Linked DNA regions of Ovis aries: region 1 is linked to region 2. A link is a contact called in public Hi-C data. All regions are on one chromosome and are shown on one strand. The core of a region is the stretch at or near the end of the contact, and the rest is flanking DNA. Distances in the headings are between cores, read along the strand shown. Region 1 overlaps ARHGAP35 (Rho GTPase activating protein 35). Region 2 holds the start of STRN4 (striatin 4).

Region 1 (6,601 bases), core at 3,641-6,140, 190 kb before region 2:
GACAAGTCGACTTTTAAGGAAATGCGGCCAATAGACCATTCTCCTTTTCTTTCACGTGTCCAAGAGGTAAGCCTTGGGCAGGCTAAGTTTCAAGGCCAGAGGGCTGCTGAGAGCTCAGGGAGAGAAAGGAACCCCTCTCGAGCATCAAGTCCAAACTGTCTTGAAGAGGGCTGACCTCTCGAACCAGAGTAAGGAGCCCCCACTCTGGGTCAACTGCCAACAGCATCTCTACAGCCCATCTCCTTTTGAGGCCCCCACTGCAGCACCCCCTCCACGATGGAGGGTGAAAGGGCTGGGGTGAGGCTGAGCATCTAGGCTGGAAGCCACTTACTAGCGGTGAGACCCTGGGTGTCTATGCTTCCATTGCCTTCTCTGCACCGCACAGGTGAGTGTAATGAAGTCTTGGCACAGGGCTAAGGGAGGAGCTATGGTCCTAACGACCTAAGTGGAAAAGCAAGCTGGCAAGTGGAGGACACCTGAGTTGTGCCATCGGGGGGATCCTGGATGCCGACTCTTAACTTCTGCTCCCCTGAGTCTATGATGGATTAACTTCACCTTCGGAGACTACTGCAAGGAATAAATAAGATAACTTATGGAAAGCCCACTGTATAACGCCTGCCTTTTTTTTTTTTCTTTACCTTTTAACAAGCTGCAACAGCAGCACCTGTCTGTAGGCATTGCCTGCTCTAAGGACCCAGTCAAAACAGGCCAGTCGGCAGACAGTAATAAAACATGCACTGGCTTCATTTTTACTTCAAGTATTTTTCCTTTAAATATTTAAATAGAATTTTTGTAATAGCACAAAGTTACACGCAGTTTCACTATATAATTGTTTTTTTTAGTAGAGAAATTAAGATTTTTAGTTGAAGTTTCGATATCTAGTACTTTTTATTGATCATCTATTTTATATGCAGTGGTTGCACACGTCAGTCCCGATCTCCCAGTTCACCCCAGTCTGTTCCCCGTGGTGTCCATGCCCCTGTTCTTTACATCCGTGTCTCTGTTTCCACTGTGCAAATAGGTTCATCCGTACCATTTTTCTAGACTCAATATACACATAAATACACGATATTTGGTTTTGTCTTTCTGGTTTACTTCATTCTGTGTAACAGTCTCTACGCATGTGATCTCAGTTTTGATCCTGGCTCTCTCATAGCTGCTGGGCGACTGGGAAAAACCGTTCGACCTCTCTCAGCCTCGGGTTCCTCATCAAAAATGGGGCTGTTTACGAATGACTATGCTTCATGGCAAATAGATGGGGAAACAGTGGAAACAGTGTCAGACTTTATTTTTGGGGGCTCCAAAATCACTGCAGATGGTGACTGCAGCCATGAAATTAAAAGACGCTTACTTCTTGGAAGAAAAGTTATGACCAACCTAGATAGCATATTGAAAAGCAGAGACATTACTTTGGCAACAAATGTCCGTCTAGTCAAGGCTGTGGTTTTTCCAGTGGTCATGTATGGATGTGAGAGTTGGACTGTGAAGACAGCTGAGCGCCGAAGAATTGATGCTTTTGAACTGTGGTGTTGGAGAAGACTCTTGAGAATCCCCTGGACTGCAAGGAGATCCAACCAGTCCATTCTAAAGGAGACCAGTCCTGGGTGTTCATTGGAAGGACTGATGCTAAAGCTGAAACTCCAGTACTTTGGCCACCTCATGCGAAGAGTTGACTCATTGGAAAAGACTCTGATGCTGGGAGGGATTGGTGGCAGGAGGAGAAGGGGACGACAGAGGATCAGATGGCTGGATGGCATCACGGACTCGATGGACGTAAGTCTGAGTGAACTCCGGGAGATGGTGATGGACAGGGAGGCCTGGTGTGCTGCGATTCATGGGGTCGCAGAGTTGGACACGACTGAGCGGCTGAACTGAACCGAACTGAGATGTTGTGCATACTCAGATTACAGGTATGAAGAGCAAGTAATACAAATGGCTGGCACACTGAAATAATGATGATGATAATAAAACAGTAACAGTTAACTTTTGCTGAGGGCTTACTATGTGCCAGGCTCTTTCTTCAGCTCTTCACTAGAATCATCACAGTGAATCCACCCAGTAATTCTCTGAGGTAAATAGTATTATTTTTATCCCCAGTTTACAGAGAGCAGATAGCAGCTCAGAGAGGCCAAGTCCAAGGCCAGAGAGCTGGGTGTGCAGTGGGCGTCAGCTCTGCGCTGGCTCCCTCTCGCCTGACTGTGCGTTTAAATGCTGGGCTCCTCCCTTCCATGTTAACTCCCTATTCCCTTACCCTTTAAATATCACGTGTTGGCTTCACCCTGTAAATGCCGGGTTCATTCCTGTTCCTCCCTTGTTCACTCAGGCGCATTCATCTCCTCCCTCACACCCCTCAGCGTTCTCATCTGTCAGCCGGAGGAGCAGGGAGAGCCAGGGAAGAGACGCTGCCTCTCTCTAACCGACGGCAGCCAGTGGACAGAGTCGGCGCTCTCTTCCTTCTGAAGTTCTACTGCTGATCACAGTGAGGCAGCCCCGCGAGGTCCCCTGCCGCCTTCCTGTTTCGGATGTGCCCGGAATGCTTTTCTGGCTCTTCTGTTCCTTCGACACTAAGGTCACTCTGGCCCCTCCAGTGCCTCTTTGTTAGCTGTCTTCCCTGGGTAATTCCCTCGTCAATCAAGATCTGTTTCTGGCAATGCCACCCCTCCTTTCTCCCCCTGACAGAATGCCTCCAGCCCTCTACTGTGACAGCCTGACCGGGCGTTAGCCCCACAGCCGGGCACTGCGGCGCTATTAATTTCCAGCGCCACTGTATGTACACGCAGCCGCGTCATAAATCTCGAGGCTGAGGAAGAAGGGAGAGAAGAGACCTGGAGGGGAAAGATGAAAATATCACACCAGGTCTGGGGCATCATATGGCTCTAGCCTCTGGCTGATCCTCTGTAAGCTGTCCGGGCACTTACTGTCAGTCACTGTGAGGGAGGGCTTCTGCGCCCTGCTCTGAGCCCGCCAAGGGGCTCGGTCCCTGACTTTCAAGAAGACGCATACCCCAAAAGATGTGTTTTAGAAAACCACCGTGACGAAGTCAGCCTTAGGCCAGCCCAGAGTGGATGCTGCTGGTTCTGGGTAGCCTAGGATGGAGGGGGAGAGGAGTGTGACCTAGAACTGAGGGGAGCAGAGTGGACTCTGCAAGGCAGCCGCTGGTATTCAAAGCCAGGAGCAGCTGGGAGCCCCAGCACACTCGAGCCCAGTGGCGTGGAGGACGGCAGCGTGACTCGGAGGCGAGGCAGTGCCGCCCCAGTGCGGAGCTGGGGCTGCGGGTGGGGCGGGGGTCCTCACTGACCGAACCCCAAGCCACCAACAAAGAAACAGTTGTGCTAACAAACAGGTACATACAACCCACCACCACCTCCACCTCCATGCCAACAGTGCCAGCTCCCCCTCCACAGCGGGGCCCCCGGCAGATTCCTCGTGAGCGTTACCGAGGGCACAGGTGAGCTTCTTTCGGGTTCCTGATTCTCACCAAGTCATGAAAGGTTCAAAGATGGCACCCATCACAGCCCAGCGGCCCTCCTTTCCTGGCCTCTTTCCTCACTAAGAAAGGACACTTCACAGGTTAGAAGCCTATATGTAGCACTGGCAGAGAATCTGATCGGGATCCCGCCAGCCTACAGTCCTCGCACTCTGTGTCTAGGATACAACACAAAGCTGTCCACACGTGGCCTGGGGGGCCCGCACCACACCTGACTCTGCTGCCCCCACCCAACGCCCATCACACTGGCCTTTCCAGGCCTCCTAGTGTGACCCCCCCCCCGCAACTGCCTTGGAGACTGCCTTGCTTCTGCCTCCACTTTTTGGACTGGCTAAACCCTGCTCCCTCAGAGGTCTGCCCTGACCCCAAGACTAAGTCAGTTAGGAGAATAAGACTGCTTGTATCTATGCAACACACACACTGGGCCAGGCCATGCCCAGCATTTCACTCACGCGGTCTCTGCGACCCTCACAGTGGCCCTGTGAGCTGCACCCTACCGTCCCGCCCGCTCCCATCCGGCTCAGAGCCCAGGGCCAACCACCGCAGCTACTGCCGCACACTTCCCCTCTACAGCACTGGGCTCAACCTGAAGGTCACTCGGCAGCTGCGTGGCGGCTGAATGGCGGCCCCCTGAGGAGAGAGGGGGCATGTGCTTCAGTTACCCTTCTATGCTCCTGGACTTGGCACAGTAACTCGTGCCTGGAGAAGGCATTCGGTAACTATCCAAAGGAGGGAAGGAGGGAAGGAGGGAAACCTGCCTGATAATAAAAGCGCAGTTTCTCTGGCTGAAGAGAGGGAGGAATGGACTAAAGTTGTTTGCTCTCGACCAGCCCCATGCTTCAAGGCATCCTGGCCAGGCCCTCCTTGCTCATAGAATACAGGAAAGAGAAACTCTGAGGCCTGGCCAGCACGGAGAAGTGCGGCACAAACCAGGACGCCCAGCTCCTGCCTTCCCTTGTGGACTGGTTCTCCCCTCTGCCACTCCCTAGAGAAGCTGAGGGGACCGAGTGAATTCCTGTGCTCTCCAGTGTAAGCCACCGGCTGTTCTAGGTGTGGTCTCCCCATCTGGGTGGCTCACTTTTACAGATCAGGTCAGTGGCATGGCTTTGGCTGAGACCCCCACAACAGGGCTGCGCATCCTCCTGGAAGCTAAACAGAAGCCCCCCGCCCCCCGCCACGCACACGCCCCGTGCCACGCACACCCATGCACCACTAGGGGAGCAGGGGGAGAGAGGTAGCGAGTGCTGCTCCCAGGGCCGCCCTCGGCACGGCCTGCTGGCACACACGCCTCGACTCGTCCCGCCGCCTCCTGGTGAGGGCAGAGGGGCCTGGCCACCGAGGTGCACCGCTGAGTGGAGGGAAAGGGCGGTGGGAACAGCCAGGCAAGGCAGGCCTGCTGGAACTGTCTCGGGGAGCTGGGCTTCCACCCAGATCATTTCTGTCTTGGATGGAAGGGCAGGACTAACTCTGTGAAACAGGCTTTGCTTCTCTTTGACTGCCTGGCTCCCCAGGCAGCTTGCCAGGGCACGCTGTTCCGATCAGGGCACTGGGTCCCGAGGAAATCCGCGAGCACTGCCGAGTCACAGCCACGTGAACTCTGCTTATCTGGAAGAGCCCAAAGTGGAGCTGACTGCCTGCCTTTATGGCGAGGAGGCATTTTTGGAATGCAAATGACTTGTGTTTAACTTTAAGCAAGGAGAAACCAGGAGGGTGGTGAGACACGGGCACATGGGGAACAGTCATGGCGAAAGCTTCGTCTTAGAACTATCTGGATAATGAGAAAGCATAACCAACAAACCTGGAGTTATTGGGGCAGGGGCGGGGTTGAGGAACACAGAACCCCCATAAAATCACAGCACATGCAACCACATACCTCATATTTTAGCACTTTATCATCAATTCAAAGCAGCATAAATATGGCAATTACTCACATAAAGCCTGTTGGTGTGTTCAAGCTGTAACTGCACCTATTAAACTGTTATAGTGATAGATGGGAGGATCTCTGCTGATATTAGCAGCCTTTTCTGCAAGGCAGAATTACAGAGATCCAGGCTGACTGCAGCGAAACAACTAGATTTAACAGCTCTAGACCCGCCAATTCTCTTCCACGAGAGCTGGAGAAAGTGTCTATGATAAATATGAAGGGAAATACGGAGGCTTTTTTAGGGCAGCTGTTTCCCAAGTGGGAAGAACTTGGTAAAACGTGAATCTGTCGGTCTGATGCTGTAAAGCTCACAGCTTTGCCCGCCCGAGCACAGACGGGCTGGAACATGGGTCCTTTCCACTGACGGCTCTAGGTGGCCTCTGCCCAGAGGCCTCCAGGGTTTCTGTTTCCTCTCTTCTGTGCGATGATCACTGTCCTCTAAGTCATGGGAGGAAAGCTGAGAGCGTAAGGTGCCCCAGGGAGACAGAGCAGAGTGCTCCCCACCCTGGTGAGAGGCGCTGGCCCGGGGCTGGGCTCCCCCTCCTGCTCCTTCCCAGCCTGAGGCCACTGGCCAGGCCAGCCCTCAGCGTCCACAGAGGGCAGAGGAAACCCCCTGGCAAGGTCTTAAACGCAGGAACCCTGTGGGGAGCCGAGGGCAGGGGCAGTGTGGCATAAAACGAAATGCAGCTTCCCTGGCGGCACAGTGGCTAAGAACCTGCCTGCCAGTGCAGGGGGCAGCTCAACTCCTGGTCCTGGAAGGCCCCACACGCTGCGGAGCAACTAAGCCCGAGCACCTAGAGCCTGCGCTCCACAACCGAGCGCTGCACAAAGAGCAGCCCTGCGCCGCGGCTGCAGAGAGCAGGGCAGAGAGCAGCAGGGGCCTGCGCAGCCCGAGGAGCCACGGGAGGCGCCTGCTCGGCCTCGTCCCCGGCTCCTGACACAGAGCTCCTAAAACCCTTGGAATTTCCTCTTCTGCGTCTTCTGCTATCCATAACAAGCCCCTTGTTACCTGAAACCTGAGTTTATAATAATGAGGTGACTTTTGAGGGGGGAACCTATATGGCTTCAGGATGGGGGCTAGTCACCAGAAAGACCAAACCTTGCTTATAAGAGTTAGAACTTTCAGCCCCACGCCCCACCTCCAGCAGGGTACAGGGGCTGGAGATTGAACTCAGTCACCAAAGGTCAAT
Region 2 (7,540 bases), core at 398-2,897:
CAGTGAGACAACCCTCTTTTCCCAGTCCTCACCTAACAGGTGCTTTCAAAGCTGAATATGGCCCGTTAATTAATTAACTCGTCACTCAACAAACAGGTATTTATTGAGTGTCCTCTGTGTTCTGGAGACCCTGGATGAACCAGACAGTGGTTGGGCACATCCTTCCAGAGGTTGCAAGACAGACAAAATCCCTGCAAACAACTTACAGATAGAGCAGGAAAACAAAAGGGGGCTGTGAGAGAGAAAAAGTGGTCAGGTGAGGAGAGGACTGTTAAGCTGAGACTGTCCTACCATTGCCCACGAAACAGTGTAAGGGGATCTATGCTCACTTCAGGCCAGGCTTCACCTGGCTGCAGCTCTAGAATGGTAATGTAATGGATAAAGAAAACATCTGACATGTGGAGAAACCTTTGGGGACAAGGGCAGTTTTCCCGTGATTGCTGGTAACACTGAGAGATTTCTTACCTTTTAGGTTGCAGGATAAGGGAGCTTCAGGGGAGCAGTTCCAGCCCAGCTCAGCTGCATCGCTGAGGAAGGAGAAACCAGGAGACCCTCAATCAGTCAATTTCACACAATAGAACACAATTTCATCTCACCTACAAAAGTGAGATGGGAAGGATGTCATAGCAATGTATAACCACCTCTTCTTTCATAAATGTGTCCAGAAAGGTAAGACTAGAAGTGACAGAAGGTATTACCATGACAACCCCTTCCCTAGATCCACTCCATCCTGAGAGACAATCTTAAAATGTCCTTTACCTTGGTGGGTCTTAGGGTCACTGGAAGGGGGACTGCCCCCATTACCATAGTAACCAGGACTTGGCTTTGCTTGTTTCTCACCTCTCTGGGGATGGTCCAGGCCTTGTAACCATAGCAACTACTTCTCAGCAGAGCATCTCCTCTAAATAAAAACACCTGGTTGGTTTGGTCCACAGACCTCCCACGATGGGAAAGGGGAGATGGTTACCATGGTAATGCCAACTGTGTGGCTGGGGGGAGGGGCTGGGAAAGAGCTGCTTCCCTTAGCACTGTCCTTGGGGCTGGGGTCCTTTCTCCCTGAGGGCTGGGTGAGGTTGCCATAGTAACCGATGTGGGTAGGGGCATAAGGACCACCAGAGACTTGGGTTACCTTAGCAACCTCTTCCTGGTGCAGGGCCAGGAGAGAGTTGGAGCTCCATAACCACAAAGGTGGAAGGGAGAGGAGGCTAAGGGTGTTCCAGATTGGGAGGAGTTACCATGACAACCGACCTGGGCCAGAAATCAGGATGGGGCCATTGCTGAAACCACCCCTGGTGGTCGTTCTTTCCCTCAAAGAGTGACAGTGATTGTGGAGGAGAGTGCTATTTGGGTCTGGAGAGGGCTAGAGTCTTTCTTTGGGATGAAACGGGAGGAGGGGGGTAGAAAGCGGTCCCCCCCCCCAAGTACCGCGTTTCCCATGGGCGACCCTCGCGCGGAGCCTGGGTCGCGTTTGCCCTCCTCCGGGCGCGCGCCCCCTTTCCGCCCCGCGCCCCCTCCCACGCGCGCGCCTTCGGGGTCGACCCGGGTGGGCGAGGCGCGCGCCCGACTTCGTTCCCGTCACCCGCCCCCCCGGCCCCCGCCGAGCGCGCGCGCGAGGGCTGGCGCGGCCGCGCAGGCGCGCGAGGCACAGCGGGCGCGCGGGCCGGCCCCGGGGCCTCCATGATGGAGGAGCGAGCGGCCGCCGCCGTCGCCGCCGCCGCCTCCTCCTGCCGCCCGCTGGGCTCCGGCGCGGGCCCCGGCCCGACGGGGGCGGCCCTGGTCTCCGCCCCCGCCCCGGGGCCCGGCCCGGCTGCCAAGGGAGGCGGCGGCGGCGGAGGCAGCCCGGGTCCCGCAGCGGGACCGGAGCCCCTGAGCCTGCCCGGGATCCTACACTTTATCCAGCACGAGTGGGCGCGCTTCGAAGCGGAGAAGGCCCGCTGGGAGGCCGAGCGCGCCGAGCTGCAGGTGAGCACCGCCCCGGGACCCCCGGCCCCCGCCCGCCCGGCCCGGCCCAGCCTCACCCGCCGCCGCCGCCGCCGCCATCTTGGAGCAATGGCCGCCGGGACGGCCGGGGGGGCGGGCGGGGACGGCGACCGGCCGGGAGCCGGAGTGAGGGGCCGGCCGAGGGGCGGCCGGCGGCGGGAGGGCGGCCCGCGCGGTCGCCGGGAGGAGGCGGCGCGGGGCCCCCGGGCCTGCTGGAAGTGGGAGCGAGCCGGCCGGCGGAAAGGTTCCTGGGAGAGGGGCCGCGGAGCCCCGAGGCGCCCCGGGAGAGCTCCGCGAAGCGTTGGGAGGGGATGAGGGGTCTTGTGTACGAGTGAGCCGGCAGCTCCCAGGGTGCCGCACGAGGGACTCCCCATTCCGCCCCCGACCAGGTGCGCGCCGGAGGCGGAGCCCGATGGACCCCGGGCGGGGGAGAGGGGGCGTCGGGGGTGACTGCGATCAGCCGGGGGCGAGAGCGGGGCGGGGAGCCCGCGTGAGTCGAGAGAGGAAGTCAGGGAGCCCGGGACGCGTGTGTGTTTCGGAGCGTTTGGACTGGAGGGACTGAATGACGGTGGTGTTGAGGACTCCAAGGATGCGGAGCAAGGTCTCCGGGCGCGAGGTGGGGGGCGTGAAGGTGTGTGTCCTCTCCTCTGAGGAGGAAACTTTGGGGAGCCCTGGCAGGCCTGGCTTCCGCGTGCAGGGGAGGGGTCCCAGGGTTGGAAGCACGGATGGAGCCAGGACGTGAGCCAGGAGCCTGTGTTGGAAGAGAACGGAGAGCCGAAACTCTTTGGGGATGTGGGGGCCCCCGCCGTGAGATGGGAGGTGAGGTGTGTGGGATGTCAGATGGAGAACCCCCGAACTGGAGTATGGGAGGGTCAAACTTGGCCAGCTGTGGAGAGGGGCGGTAGGATGGAGACAGTGAAGAGGAATCGGGGAACCTGGGGCATGGCAAGGGGAGCCTTTTTGGAGAGCAGGAAGACAGCCAGAGGAAACATTTCAGAAGGATCCTGGGGTGGGAGGTGTTTGTGGAAGTTTCTGGGAAAAGATCCTATGGTTTGTGGAGTAGATTCAGGGAGGAAGGTGTCCTGAGATGTTTGGAAGAGGCTGAGGAGCTGGGCTGGGTTTTGTGACCTTGAGAACTGTGGGTCGATTAGCAGAGTGTCCTGAGGAGCCTGGGTATCCCAGTGGCGAGGATTTGGAGGGTTGGGGCATTGTTAGCAAAGTCAGTATCTCCTTCTAGCATCTGGTCTTTCCTCTTTTCAGTTGCTGTTTCGTATCTGGTTGAGGTGGGGACCCAAGTAAATAACCAGATTAGAATTTTCTCCCTAGGATGATTAAAGAGAGCATCCCACACTTCTCCCACCCTGAAAGGGATCTTCACTGTGTGGTGGCTGAGGCTTGGGGTTAGAGTGGGAGAGAAAGCCTTACCTAAGTACCCCTTGCTATGATATCCCATCTGTACGTCTTATTAGATCTTCTCAATACCCCCATTGTGAAGACAGGGCCAAGGACGTTGCCCTTATTTAGCAATTATAATAGCAGCTGCTGTTTATTGAGTTTGTATTATGGGTGAGACACTGTGTTAGACACAGCAGATACATGGTATCACTTAGTCCTTGCAACATTCTGGGAGGGTGAGGGATGTTATTCCCCTTCCCTTCCTTTTCAAAAATAAAAGAGGAAGTGGAGACTTTGAGAAGGTCAGTCGTATATCAAGGATCATAGCCTGTGGGTGGCAGGGGTGGTCTGTGGACTTTCAAGCCCATACCTGTCTGACGCCCAGGACAGATGACAGGCTTGTTTCAGGGAAGCTCAGTGACCTTCCCAGGGTCATCCAGGCGGCCATAGGAGACGAGGGTACCCTGCAGCACCCACCACGCCGCTGCCTCACCTTTGAGACCAGCAAGAGGAACGATGCGTCCAGGCTCCAGCGTCGTTTACTTTGTACCCCTTTGTTGTTATCGTTCTGTTACATTAGTAAATTTCAAGGATCTCAGAAGTGCCTGTGTGTGTAGATGTACACACACCAAGTGAGTGAGAAGGGAAAGAGCCACTCCCCGAAACCCTATTATTGCTATAAAAGTAATTCAGCTCTGTGTGTGTAATATATGAAATCCTATTCAGTTCAGTTCAGTCGCTCAGTCGTGTCTGACTCTTTGTGACCCCATGGACTGCAGCACGCCAGGCTTCCCTGCCCATCACCAGCTCCCGGAGTTTACTCAGACTCATGTCCCTCAAGTCGGTGATGCCATCCAGCCATCTCGTCCTCTGTCGTTGTCCCCTTCTCCTCCCGCCTTTTACATGCTATTACATGCATCATTTTGTGACTTATTTTCACCTACTTATATATCTTTGCGTTTTTTTCATATGAGCACACAGAGCGCTTATTATTTTTGGGAACTGCACCCCGCCGGTGTCTGCACCACAGCTCATTTAGTTTGTGTCCCCTTAATGGATTTTTTGGTAGTTTCCACTTTTTGCCCATTGGAAGTGGCCGCAGGGACTGTCCTCGTATTCCCTCCTGAGTGAGTGTACAGCAGAATAAACAGGTGGGGTGGTAGAACAGACGTGTTTATAAACTGGTGATTGGTTCTGCCAAGTTGTCCCACATGTACACTCCCCGCAGCAGCACCTCTTTTTATACACTTTTACTTGAGCACTTATCACTTAGAGAGGTGTGACTTCTCCCGCGAGAACCTTCAAGGCCGGGACTGCGTCAGATTTTCCCCATAAACCCCGAATACCTCTTCTCCAAATAGCTTCTTTGTGCAGCTGCTCCTGGCACCAGACAGTCAGTGTGGGGGAATGGCAGAAAAGACAACTTCTTGGGAGGTCCTGCCAGGAGGCGCCTGGAAGATGGGAGCAGGAAGCTGGCATCATGGGGGATTCAGAGAAGGTGGTGGTGAGGTTTCTGCCCTTCAGAAACTTCCAGGCTAACGGAGAAGGCTGGTTTGCGCAGGAGGTTACAGAGGTTCACACGCAGTTGAGGTTTCAGTGGTGTGGCTGTGGCACTTCTGCAAAGGGCAGTGAGCTTTTTTGAGGACAAGAGGAACCTTGAGGGGTGGGGGTGGGGTCTGACTGGACATTCAGGGATGAGCAGAGGCAGCGAGTACACTGCTGCAGGTGGAGAAGATGGGGAGCTGGTCCCTGCCCCCTGCGCCCCCCCCCCCCACCCCCGCCAGCCTCACAAGGAGCTTGGAGGGATCCACAGGGACTCAACCCTGCCAGAGCCTGGGGAGGAGGGAGTGGAGTGCAGGAGACACAGGGCCAGATGGTACTGAAGGGACCGGGAGGGGTGGGACAGAAAGCTTGGGATGGGGAGAGTCAGCAAGGGCTCGCGGGAGGACTGAGATAGCCAGGTTCCTCCTGTGCCGCCTGGATGGGGAGGGAACAGCCGGAGGAGAGGCGGCCGCCCTGTCTCAGTGGCAGTGGGTGGAGGTGCTGGTTGGGTAGAGAACTTCCAGATCCCAGCCTTGCCTGCTGGCCCACCGCGGCCCGGCAGGTCAGGGAGCCACAGCCATGTGGCTGTGACCTCAGGTGTGCGCAGGGTGGGAGGGCCAGGCCCCCAGCGCTTCCCCTCTCTGTGGCATTCCACCAGCTCAGGACCCTTCACCCACGTGTTTCTGGTTCTCCTTCTCCTTTCTTTGCTGGAGGAACTGGGGAGGGGACCACAGAGCAGAGTGATGTTCTTCCGTCATCACTGGATGGGCGCTCAGGGAGCAAGGGGGGCCGTGGGGGGCGAGCAGGTGTGAGGTCTGGGCGTGACTCTGACCCTGCTTCTCCCCCTCCACTTTCTTCCCCCACAGGTGAGGGCCACCTCCTTAGTACCCTAAACCCACTCCTCACCCCCCCTGCCTGATCCTGGTTTGAGCCCCTGTCATTTCTCCCTGGGATCTGCCTCCTTCTGTGACTGGTTTCTAGGCCTTTGGCTTGGCCCTCTCCCTGCCCCAAATTTGAGCAAGTTTGATGATATATCTGCTGAAAAAGCCCTTCCATAGCTTCCCCTGTGCTCCTAAGGTGAATTTCAAACTTGTTTGCATGATCTGTGATTCTTTGTAAGGCTGACAAGCTTCTCTGACTTCCCTCACTAACCCTTTTACGCATTCTCAGATGGAGCCATGCTGGCCTTTTTAGAGTTTGCCGCTCTCTACCAGCTGCGCGCTCCGCCCCTGGCCCCCTGCTAACCAAGCTCAGGTCTCAGCTGAACTGTCACTTCTTCACCTAGGTGTCCCTCCTCCCCAGTCTCCTCTGCTCCCTCCTGGGGTCCGAGTCGAGTCGTGTGTTAGCTGTGGCTGCTCGTGCCGGCCCATGCCCTGGACTGAGGGCTCTGTGGGAGCAGGAGGTGCTTATCTTCTCTGTTACTCCGCCAGCCCCGCACCCTGAGCCTGTCCCATCACGGGCGGGTCACCAGTGTCCAGTGGGGAGCGCCTGTGGGCTCAGCAGGCGGGGCAGGCACCTGGCAGCAGAAACTTGTGGATGGAAGCCCAGAGGGGCGAGGGCGCAGGGAGACGGGAACCCGGGGCATGTGTTTGGTGATCAGCCTCGTCTTCTCCACCACTCCCCTCACCTTCTAAAACTCCAGACAGCATTGATTTGGGTGGCTGAGAAGATCCACAAAGGACATAAATTCAGACTCTGAAGATGTTGATCACATGTATGTCTGCCTGTCTGGCCTTGGATTTTTAAGTACATATGTGTTGATTTAAAGTGTAGGGAAAAGAAGTATTGGGAGGAGTCCCTTTCTTTCAGTGGACAGGTGAGGTTTATTTTCCGTAGCACACCTGCGACAGGTATTTATTTGTTCACTGCTGGTCCCACACCCTCCTCTAAAATATGAACTTCATCTTGTTCAGTTCTGTGTCCAGGATTGTATCTGATACATAGTAAGCATTTGTGGAGGGAATGAAAGATACTTTTGTTGTGCGTTAATATATGCAAAGGAAGGAAGTCTATCCTTGCAATTATACTTATGGGGTAAACTCCTTAGAAGTGGAACTGCTAAGACAAAAGGAGTGTGTATTTGACATGTTTGTGGATATGGCCAGATTGCCCGCTGGAGGGGTTTGTGAACTTGTGGCCCGCTGGCAGTGTCTGAGTGTGCCTTTTCCTCTGGCCCTGCGCTCAGGCCCATGCTCAGCAGTGCTCAGCCCACATGTGATTCTCTGCTGACCTGAGGGAGAGACCTGGTCCCTGGAGCAGGAGGCCGGTGATGGGAGGAATTTGGGCACAGGACCGTGTGGGGCACAAATGCCCAGGGCAGGGAGGTCAGGGCTCCTCAAGCCCCAGGCCGAGGAGGAAGCATGTTCATGGGTATCTGAGAGGCCACTGACCGCGGACAGTCCTGGAGCAAGGCTTTGGGAATGTTCACCGCCTGGCAAAGGTGTCTAGGGGCTCCTGAGGGAGCTGCGGAAGTTCTTCAGCAAGCGCGTGATGTGTGAGGGTTGGCTCCAGGATGACGCAGCTGCCGGGGGGGGCAGGAGGCCTGTCAGCCACGGACACCTCTGCTCGGTGGTCTCAGGTCTCAGGGATCTTAGCTTCTGTGAAGAACTGGGCCCCGGGACTT

The links. A called contact is a pair of places that touch in the nucleus more often than the background predicts.
Region 1: a contact with region 2 is called in a Hi-C map of skin fibroblasts, with 1.8 times the contacts expected there. The contact joins the enhancer-like site here to the promoter of STRN4 in region 2. A contact is called at or near these places in 5 of 16 Hi-C or Micro-C datasets (hypothalamus, liver, muscle and 2 more).

The regions. Positions count from the first base shown.
Region 1 is chr14:53,808,955-53,815,555 of ARS-UI_Ramb_v3.0, reverse strand. The region is part of intron 3 of ARHGAP35 (Rho GTPase activating protein 35); the gene reads right to left. Among named protein-coding and RNA genes, the nearest start is that of NPAS1, 36 kb to the left of the region's middle. Within about 2 kb of position 4,890, at least 32 of the 54 cell types and tissues checked have an H3K27ac peak or open chromatin away from gene starts, as enhancers often do. A contact at or near this core is called in hypothalamus, liver and muscle, where this site is marked.
Region 2 is chr14:53,618,544-53,626,083 of ARS-UI_Ramb_v3.0, reverse strand. It overlaps STRN4 (striatin 4), which reads left to right and starts at 1,647. Exons shown (of 18, transcript XM_027978522.3): 1 at 1,647-1,962. The coding sequence starts at 1,678. It overlaps FKRP (fukutin related protein), which reads right to left and starts at 2,063. Exons shown (of 3, transcript XM_042232219.1): 1 at 2,019-2,063; 2 at 466-596.